Linked DNA regions of Mus musculus: region 2 is linked to region 1. Evidence: chromatin contacts called from public promoter capture Hi-C data. All regions are on one chromosome and are shown on one strand. The core of a region is the stretch at or near the end of the contact, and the rest is flanking DNA. Distances in the headings are between cores, read along the strand shown. Region 1 holds the start of Wdr45 (WD repeat domain 45). Region 2 holds the start of Mospd1 (motile sperm domain containing 1).

The links. Promoter capture Hi-C pulls out the DNA fragments that hold promoters and counts their contacts.
Region 2: a promoter capture Hi-C map of the HPC-7 cell line shows a contact between it and region 1. The contact joins the promoter of Mospd1 here to the promoter of Wdr45 in region 1. A contact is called at or near these places in 3 of 39 promoter capture datasets (the HPC-7 cell line, cranial neural crest and pre-B cells).

Annotation. Positions count from the first base shown.
Region 1 is chrX:7,720,459-7,724,379 of GRCm38.p6, reverse strand. It overlaps Wdr45 (WD repeat domain 45), which reads right to left and starts at 2,160. Exons shown (of 11, transcript NM_001290792.1): 1 at 2,002-2,160; 2 at 460-531; 3 at 282-356; 4 at 89-193. The coding sequence starts at 514.
Region 2 is chrX:53,368,456-53,372,376 of GRCm38.p6, reverse strand. Mospd1 (motile sperm domain containing 1) reads left to right here and starts at 1,818. Exons shown (of 6, transcript NM_001290514.1): 1 at 1,818-1,955.

The DNA of each region.
Region 1 (3,921 bases), core at 911-3,410:
GAGGACTTTATTTGCCATGCCCTCAGGGTATACGTGGGAAGGGAGGAATTTGAGGAATCTGGGTCAAGTATAGGATGAAAGCGCTTACCTGAGATCTCAGAGAACTTGGGGCTGCTCCCACCGCCCACCAGGGCCAGCAGGTTGGATCGGTGCAGCATCTCTACCAGGCCCACGCTGCCTACCTGCTCGTGGTCTGGACAGGGAATAGGGTGTCAGGAGAGGTCCATGCCAATGCACACATCAGCCCTTCTGCCCACTGCCCCACCGCTACAGCCACTCACCAAGATGCCCCTTCTCCATAAGTGGCTCCACATTGTAGATCCGGACGCCTGTCTCCATGGCGCAGCAAAAGCAGCCTGGGGATGGAAGGAATCAGTCGGACTCCCGTATTCTGGGGCTCAGAGTCATCCCTGGCCCTTCTTTTCCTTCTTTCCCACAAAGACACAATCATAAGCTTACTTTGGTCTTGGTTGAAATGTAGGCTGGTCACACCTCGAAGTGGCTGCTGAGTCATGATTCAGGACGGCCTTCCTAGGCGCAAGAAAAGACAGCATTGTGAAGAGTTCCCCAGTGTCCTCTCTGAAGTCCTACAACTTCTGTCCCCCAAATCATTTCTTCTTCCTCACCACTTGGTCTATTTTGTTTTGAGATAGGGTCTTGCTATGTATCCCTGGCTGTCCTGGTACTCCCTATGTAGCACAGGCTGGCCTTCAATTCCCAGCAGTCCTCCAGCCTCCACTTCCTGAGGGATGGGATTATAGGCGTATGCCACCACGCCTGGCTTCCTCCCCATTTTGATACTTTTCTTTGCCAGACTGTAAAAAACAAAAACAAGTGGAGGATACCTCAGAGTATCTGTTTAAACCAAGACCACAGGCAGAACGTATCCCGGCCCATAATGACAAAAAGCCTCATAACAGGCACAAACACCAAGCATGGGGTAATGGGGTAGGGAATATCCCATGGTACCTCCTCCCCCCTCCCAGCCATTCTTAGCTCTAATGTTTGATATGACCTCAAACCTCTCTACAAGCTATTCATCTGCACACCGGCACCCAACTCCACCTGTCAATAAATAGTGGAACAAAAGCTAAGGTTTCAAAAAAAAAAAAAAAAAAAACAAAAAAAAAAAAAAAAAGCTAAGGTTTCCTGCATCTTCACTGCCGTGAATGGCCCATCACCCACAGAACTGCCCTCCTCAAGCCCTTCTAACTTTACCTGGAGGCTTATTCGCCTCCAGGGTATCTCATTTACATCCTCCCATGCAGCATACTTTCCCCAAACCCTTCTCTCATATGACCAACTCTCAAGGCAAAGGCAAGCCTGAGAACCCCCTCCACTCCCTCTACTTAAGTCCTAAAGACCAATCCACACCCTACCCCACACCCGAGGCATTACTCTGACATTCCAAATTCTTCACATGTGACACATTCCATTCCCTATACTGTCTACCCACGACCCCTAAGCTTACACAATGTTACTCATGAGTCCCCTCCCCCTAAAATTTGTCCCTTTTGTCTCCATGCTATCTCTTGAAGGTTCTGCCCTAGGGCACGCTAGCCCCACCCCCTCCCAAAAAAAAAACCCATATCCTGCCTAGGAAAACCTCAACCTACCAATGCTGCTGCTGCTGCTGCTCTGACTCCCTCCCCTAAACATTCCTGCCCTAAAAACCTCGTCCTTTTTTCAAATCCCATCTCTTCCAAGACCTCTCTTCAGGCACACCTATCAGCTAAGATCGCAAATCTACTTTTCTCGCGTAAAACTTGGGTCTTGCTTCTACATGAGCCATACTCTGGAGAGCACTAGCTTCCAAGAGCCCTTTTTAAATCTATGCTCCAAATGCCCACACTAACGAAGAACCCTAATTGAAACGCCTCACCCTCTCCCAAAAGCCATGATCCTTTCCAAGACAGCACCGACTCAAGCCCCCATATCCCCAGCCATCCATCACCTGTCAAGACCTCTAGTAGAAACACCCAACCCATGACCGTGACCAACCCTTGGATCTTGCTCCAGATGCGCGTCACCTCTGCCGACTTGATCACCCCTCCCCGACCCCTGCCCTAGCCGTTGGTGCCGCCTGCGGCACAAATTTCTGACCTCCCGGGCTTTGGTGCCCAGCTCTGCTGTTTACATCAGGTCTTACTTCCGGAGGAGGGAGTCTGTGAACGGAAGTGACTCATTCTGGGCAGAGACTCCAGCCAGGGCTCTTCTCACCCACTTGGCGGACCTGTGGAGCATCCCGAGCAGTAGTAGAGTCCTCCGAGGGAAGTTCCGGAAAAAGAATGAGGGCGGATTAGGGGACTGGAGGCACAAAAGACTGCCCAAAGGCAGGACTGTCTAAGGGAACCCGGGAAAGGGCTTGCCCCCACCCCCAAACGGAAGCGGGCCAAGCATTGAACTCGTTAACTCACGGAGAGATAGAGGGGCAAACCTCCCAGGCTAACGAGTTCTCCGAGTTGGGCTAGAGTGGCTATCAATGTTTGTTTACCTTGTGGCTCTGGGTGCTCCTGGCTGGAATAAAAGATCTTGAAAGTTGAGATCAGCTTGAGTAGGGGAAAGATAAGAGTGGAATTTTACTTTCTTTTCCCCACCCTATTCCTAGCTCTTTACAAAAAGATCCTTTGTTACCGTAAAATGTGAGTGCTCCGGGCGTGATTGCTCACACACCTGTAGTGCTAGTAGTTGGCGAGGGACAGTCGAGGTTGTCTTGGGCTACATGAGGTCCTGTCTTTTTTAACAAAAGCTACAAACAGAGAATGCTTACATGGAAACACAAAAGGCCCCAAATTGCACACTGGAAATATTAGAGTGTTGAGATAAGTGCAATATGCACGACAGTTGTGAGAAATAATAAACGAGTTAGTACTGGCTGTTGAAACAGGATCGGAGGGTTTGTGCCATCCTGAGTTACAAAAAAAAGTCAATAAAAGGGAAAGAAGAATGGGGAACTACCTTGCATTTACCATAATCAGAGCCATAATAGTTAACACTCTGCTTCTGTCTTTACTTATTTTAATTTTTATGTTTTTTTTTATTTTTTTCGAGACAGGGTTTCTCTGTATAGCCCTGGCTGTCCTGGAACTCACTCTGTAGACCAGGCTGGCCTCAAACTCAGAAATCCACCTGCCTCAGCCTCCCAAGTGCTGGGATTAAAGGTGTGCGCCACCACAGCCTGGCCTAAAGACCTTTAGTCTTAATCACCCCTTCCTTTCTATAGTCCCTCCTCTATACTGACCTCCATACTTAATCCTTCTGTTGTAGTTTCCCCTGTTATCCCTTTATATGATTCTATTCTATATCCCATATCCTTAGAAGATTCCCTCCTCCCGGCTACTGTACCATTCTTTAGCTGTGCATCCACAGGCAAGTTGCTGAATCCCACTGAGCCCTGGCTTCCTTACCTATCAAATGTGTTAAACAATAATCACAGCCAACACTCCCTTTCTTTGACTGTTTCCATTTCTCTGTGTGTGTGTATACATGTGGTGCATGTGTGTGTATGTATCATTTTGCATGTGTGTGTAGGCACACATGCATGAGTATGTATACATGTGGGGGCCCAGTGTTGACATTGGGAACCATTCTCAGTCACCCTTGTATTTTGTTCATTGAGGTGAAGGCTTTATTAATGAAAGGAGAAGTATCAGCTCAGGACCCAAGACCAAGTTCTCAGCAAAAAAGATTTATTTATCCCAGAGGGGCAGAGGGCAGGGAATAAGAGACAAAGACAAGAGATAGAGGAGGGAGGAGCAGGGGAAATGGACCAAGGAGAAAGCCAGACAGGCGTTGCATATAGGAAAAAGGAGGTCTATAAAGGTAAAAGGGGAAACCCCATGTTAGGATGAGGTGTTTCATTTTAACTGGGCCTGTTAATTAGGGGAGCCAAAGGGCCACTTTTGATTGCTGGATTTCAAC
Region 2 (3,921 bases), core at 569-3,068, about 46 Mb before region 1:
GAGGGATGTTCCTTACTAGCTTGTCTGTCTACAAGAGATGACTATTTCATAGTTATCATTCCCCATTACTTTGAGTCTTCATTAGGATCATCTTCATAGATCCCAGGAAGTTACCACTGCTCTTGATTTCCACATTTCCCCCTTGATCACTAATTGAGAAAATGCTTTACAGTTGTATGTCATGGAGGCATTTCCTCAACTGAAGCTCCTTCCTCTGTGATAACTCCAGCTGTGTCAAGTTGACACAAAACTAGCCAGTACATATACGAATGTATTGTAGAAGGGGCACGATGCTGGAAGCAATGGCCTCTTCTGAGGGAATAGGACATGGTTACCTATATCAGGAAGAATTGCAAAACAGAATTAGCAGTGTTCTTTGCTAGTAGAATAGGGGTCAACAGTTTTTATGAAAGCGTCTGGTGGATTTAGTGGTACATGCCTGTAATCCCAGCATGATAGGAGGATCACTGCAAGTTAGAACCATCTTGGCCTCCATAACGTGTGTCAGACCAGCTAGCGCTATAGTCAGGCCACGTTTCAGACAAACAAATAAGACATGTCGTTCTTATGGAAGATTCTGAAAGGTTAGTTGGGAAAGTGACATTTCCCCTGGATCCTGAAAGATAGGTGTTCAAAAGACAGATAAGAGCATTGCACAAAGTCTGTGAGTAAAGGTCTCAGAGCCTAGGGCCCAAGTGATATCTACTGTTATAGACCCATTGATTAAGAGTAATGAGGAAGGTTTTGGGTCTTATACTTGTGCAGAGGGTACCCTTGGACCGTATTGTTCCTTTTTGAACATAATTAAGTTTGAATTTTGAAGTGTTTTCCATTTCATTTACTTTTCTTTTTTGAGACAGGGTTTCTCTATCCTGGCTGTCTTGTGTCCAGCACACTGGGTCTTGCTAGGTAGGCCAGGCTGCTGAGATATGAAGTCCTTGGGGTCTTTGGGACTTTGCCCCTTTGGTGCTTGACTTAACAGTTGTCCATTGTTCCTAGCCGAAAAGTCTTTTCTCTCTCATTTGTTGTTTGCTTGGTGTTGAGATGGGGTCTCATATATAAGCAGGCTGGCCTCAGTCTCAAAGATCTACTGCTTCCCCTTCTAAGTGCTAGGATTAAAGCCCTGTAGCAGCATACCTGCCTGAAAGACTCTAAGAATAGAGTACAGACCTGAGAATAGAGATTTCCCCTTTAAAAGTCAATTGTTATTTTGTAACTCAAATTTGTCTTAACTCAGGATCCTCCTGCCTCAGCCTTTGAATACTGGGATTATAGTCTTGTTCTACCATGCCAGGCTTGAAAAGCTTTAAGTAGAACAGCAGGGTCACCTATACCTTAGACTGAGCCAACTGGATTGCTGTCTGGGCAATAGTTTAGACAAAGTAACAGTAGAAAGAATGAATCCAAATAGGAAGCTACTGTAGCAGCATGAACAAATCCTGAACAGTCTGCTTTGCGCCGATGATAGAGTGGAGAAAGAGAGCTAGTGCTTAATACAGAGTCTCAGAGGAAGAGTCACAAGCCTTGGGTATTCATTGTATGGAATGCATTCTGAGTTGGGGAGAGGAGTGAATGAGGCAGACGTCAAAGGTCACCACCAAATGAGTGCAAAGAGATTGCACTCAGAGAAAGCCTCTAATCCTCTGGGGGCGGGTGAGGGGGGCGGAGGAAAAGGAGGGGCGGCCAGAGGACAAAGGAAGTAGTTTGAAGCATAGAGAAGGAAGAAACCCCAGAAGCCAGGTGGCAACACAGAAGCCCCGCCCCCGGCTAGACCCCGCCCCGGGCCCGCCTTTCCTTCCTCTTCTCACCCACCCCCCAGTTGCGACTCATCCTCCTGGGCGGGGAGAGGTGGCAGTCGAGTCCTCCCATATCCCAGCAGGCAGTGCAGTCTGGAGACTCTGACAAAGGAGCAGGGAGCAGTCGCAGCTGCTTTCCGAGGAGCCAGTGTTGCTGAGGTGAGAGTCCCTCAATGTCCCGTCACCCACTTTCTCTGACTTGCGGGGAAGACATGGAACTTACATGGCTGAGACCTCCCCCTCCGGTGTAGACAATGCCAGTACCCGTAGCCAGAGCTTGGCTCTGTGACTGACAGCAGGGCTGTTCAGTGCCGGGCTAAGGTGGGTGGCGGGGACCGGGCAGCGGGTCCACCGTTCTTGGACTGTTGGTGGCCCTTCTGCAGGGTCTCCAGGGCCAGCAGAGTTGTGTAGCTACCCCTGCCTAGACGAAGGCAGCCTCCGAAACCTCCCGCTGCCTGCCCGACAAGAGTTCAGTTGCCTTGGGGATGCAGCTCTAGGGACAACTCTTTGGCGGACATTGCCTGGAGGGCTGTGGGAGGGAAGTCAGTCGACTACCTAGTTTGGGATGACCCTGTCCTCGCCCTTCCTGCAGTTCAGCCGTTCCCCCCCGCGAGCAACTGGACGGAAACGGGGCGGGGGGCGACCGGAGCCAGGCGTCCCAGGATGGCTTTGCCTGAAGGGGCATGAAGGAAAGTAGAGAGACTGGGAGGGAGGGTGGTTGGTGGTCGAAGCAAGTATCTTCTTGGAATTACATAGGGGAGAAAGGAGGTAAGTGGCCTGTATCCTTACCCCTCCCTGGACCTCTGCACAGATCCTGATGGTTGCACCAGCTGCTCAGCTGTAAACAGGCTCACATGACCAGTTTCACATGGAGCCGGGTAGTGTGGAGATAGGGCTGTAAAGGCTGGGCCCCAAGCAGGTGGGGCTGGTCTTAGGCAGGAAGGTTTTAGCCCCTCCCTAGACCTCAGCCCTTAATCTTCTGCTGTTTCCCTCTGGGGAAAGTAACTGACATTTGTCTTTCTCTCACTGAAGTAGCATTGCTGTGCTAGTAGAATGGAAGGAAAGTTCACTTGGGAAAGCCACAGGGCAAGTAAGAAGTGCAAAGGGTCCTAGTATTTTGTCCTTTAAGGACATTTTAAGAGAAAGTAACCCTGAAAAAAAGTTCAAGTTCCTAAATTTTGCCTAAAAGGCAGTCCTGTTCTATTGGAACACTTTTTGTTTTTAATGTGAATTCCAGACAGGAGAAAGTCTACTCTTTTCGGGAAAGGCACACATGGGATTTAATACATTCTTAGTGACGAAAATCTTGTCCACACTTCCTGTAAGTATTAGGAAAGCTCTTTGTGTATAAAATACTACAGTCAGGAAATTGAGTAAGGAGTAGACAGCCAGCTTTTCAATTACACGTATATTTCATATATTTGGTATAGATCGGTGGTAAGTTTGGAGAACAGGAAACATGGCCAAATGTGTCTTTAAAATTTTTCAGTCCGTATTCTCAAACAGGATGTGAGATTAAACTGGTTTTTGAGGGATATGTAGAACTCACAGTGCAATAGAGGTTTCCTGCCGTGCCAGGACACTTGAAATTTTCGAATTTTTCAAATTTAAAGGGGGTTTTGGTAGACCCCCTTTACATGTAGTACACACTTGAGTGTAATGTGCAATATTCTATAGTAGAGTACTAATAGGCAAAGGCATGTTTAGTCTCAGATATTTTATATTTTTTCTCATAGAGGATTTACATGCAAATTCACCATCTGAAAACATAAAACAAACTACAAAAGCCATCCCATTCCTTCCTTAAGCCTAATAAAGACACTCACTGGGCTGAATGTATTGGCATAGCCCTTTAATTCCAGTACTCAGGTGGCAGAAGTAGGAAGGTGAATTTCTGTGAGTTCTAGGCTAGCCAGGTCTACATAGTGAGATGTCTCAAAATATTGCTACCCTCCTCCAACCTTTAAAAAAATGGTTCAAGATAAGATGGATAGTCTCTGGAGTTCTGCATGTGAGTTCCAGGACAGCCAGAGCTACATACATACATACATATATAAGCACATGACATGTATGCACACACAAAAGCAAAAAGAGAGGGTTTAAGATAGAAAATTGAGAACATTTT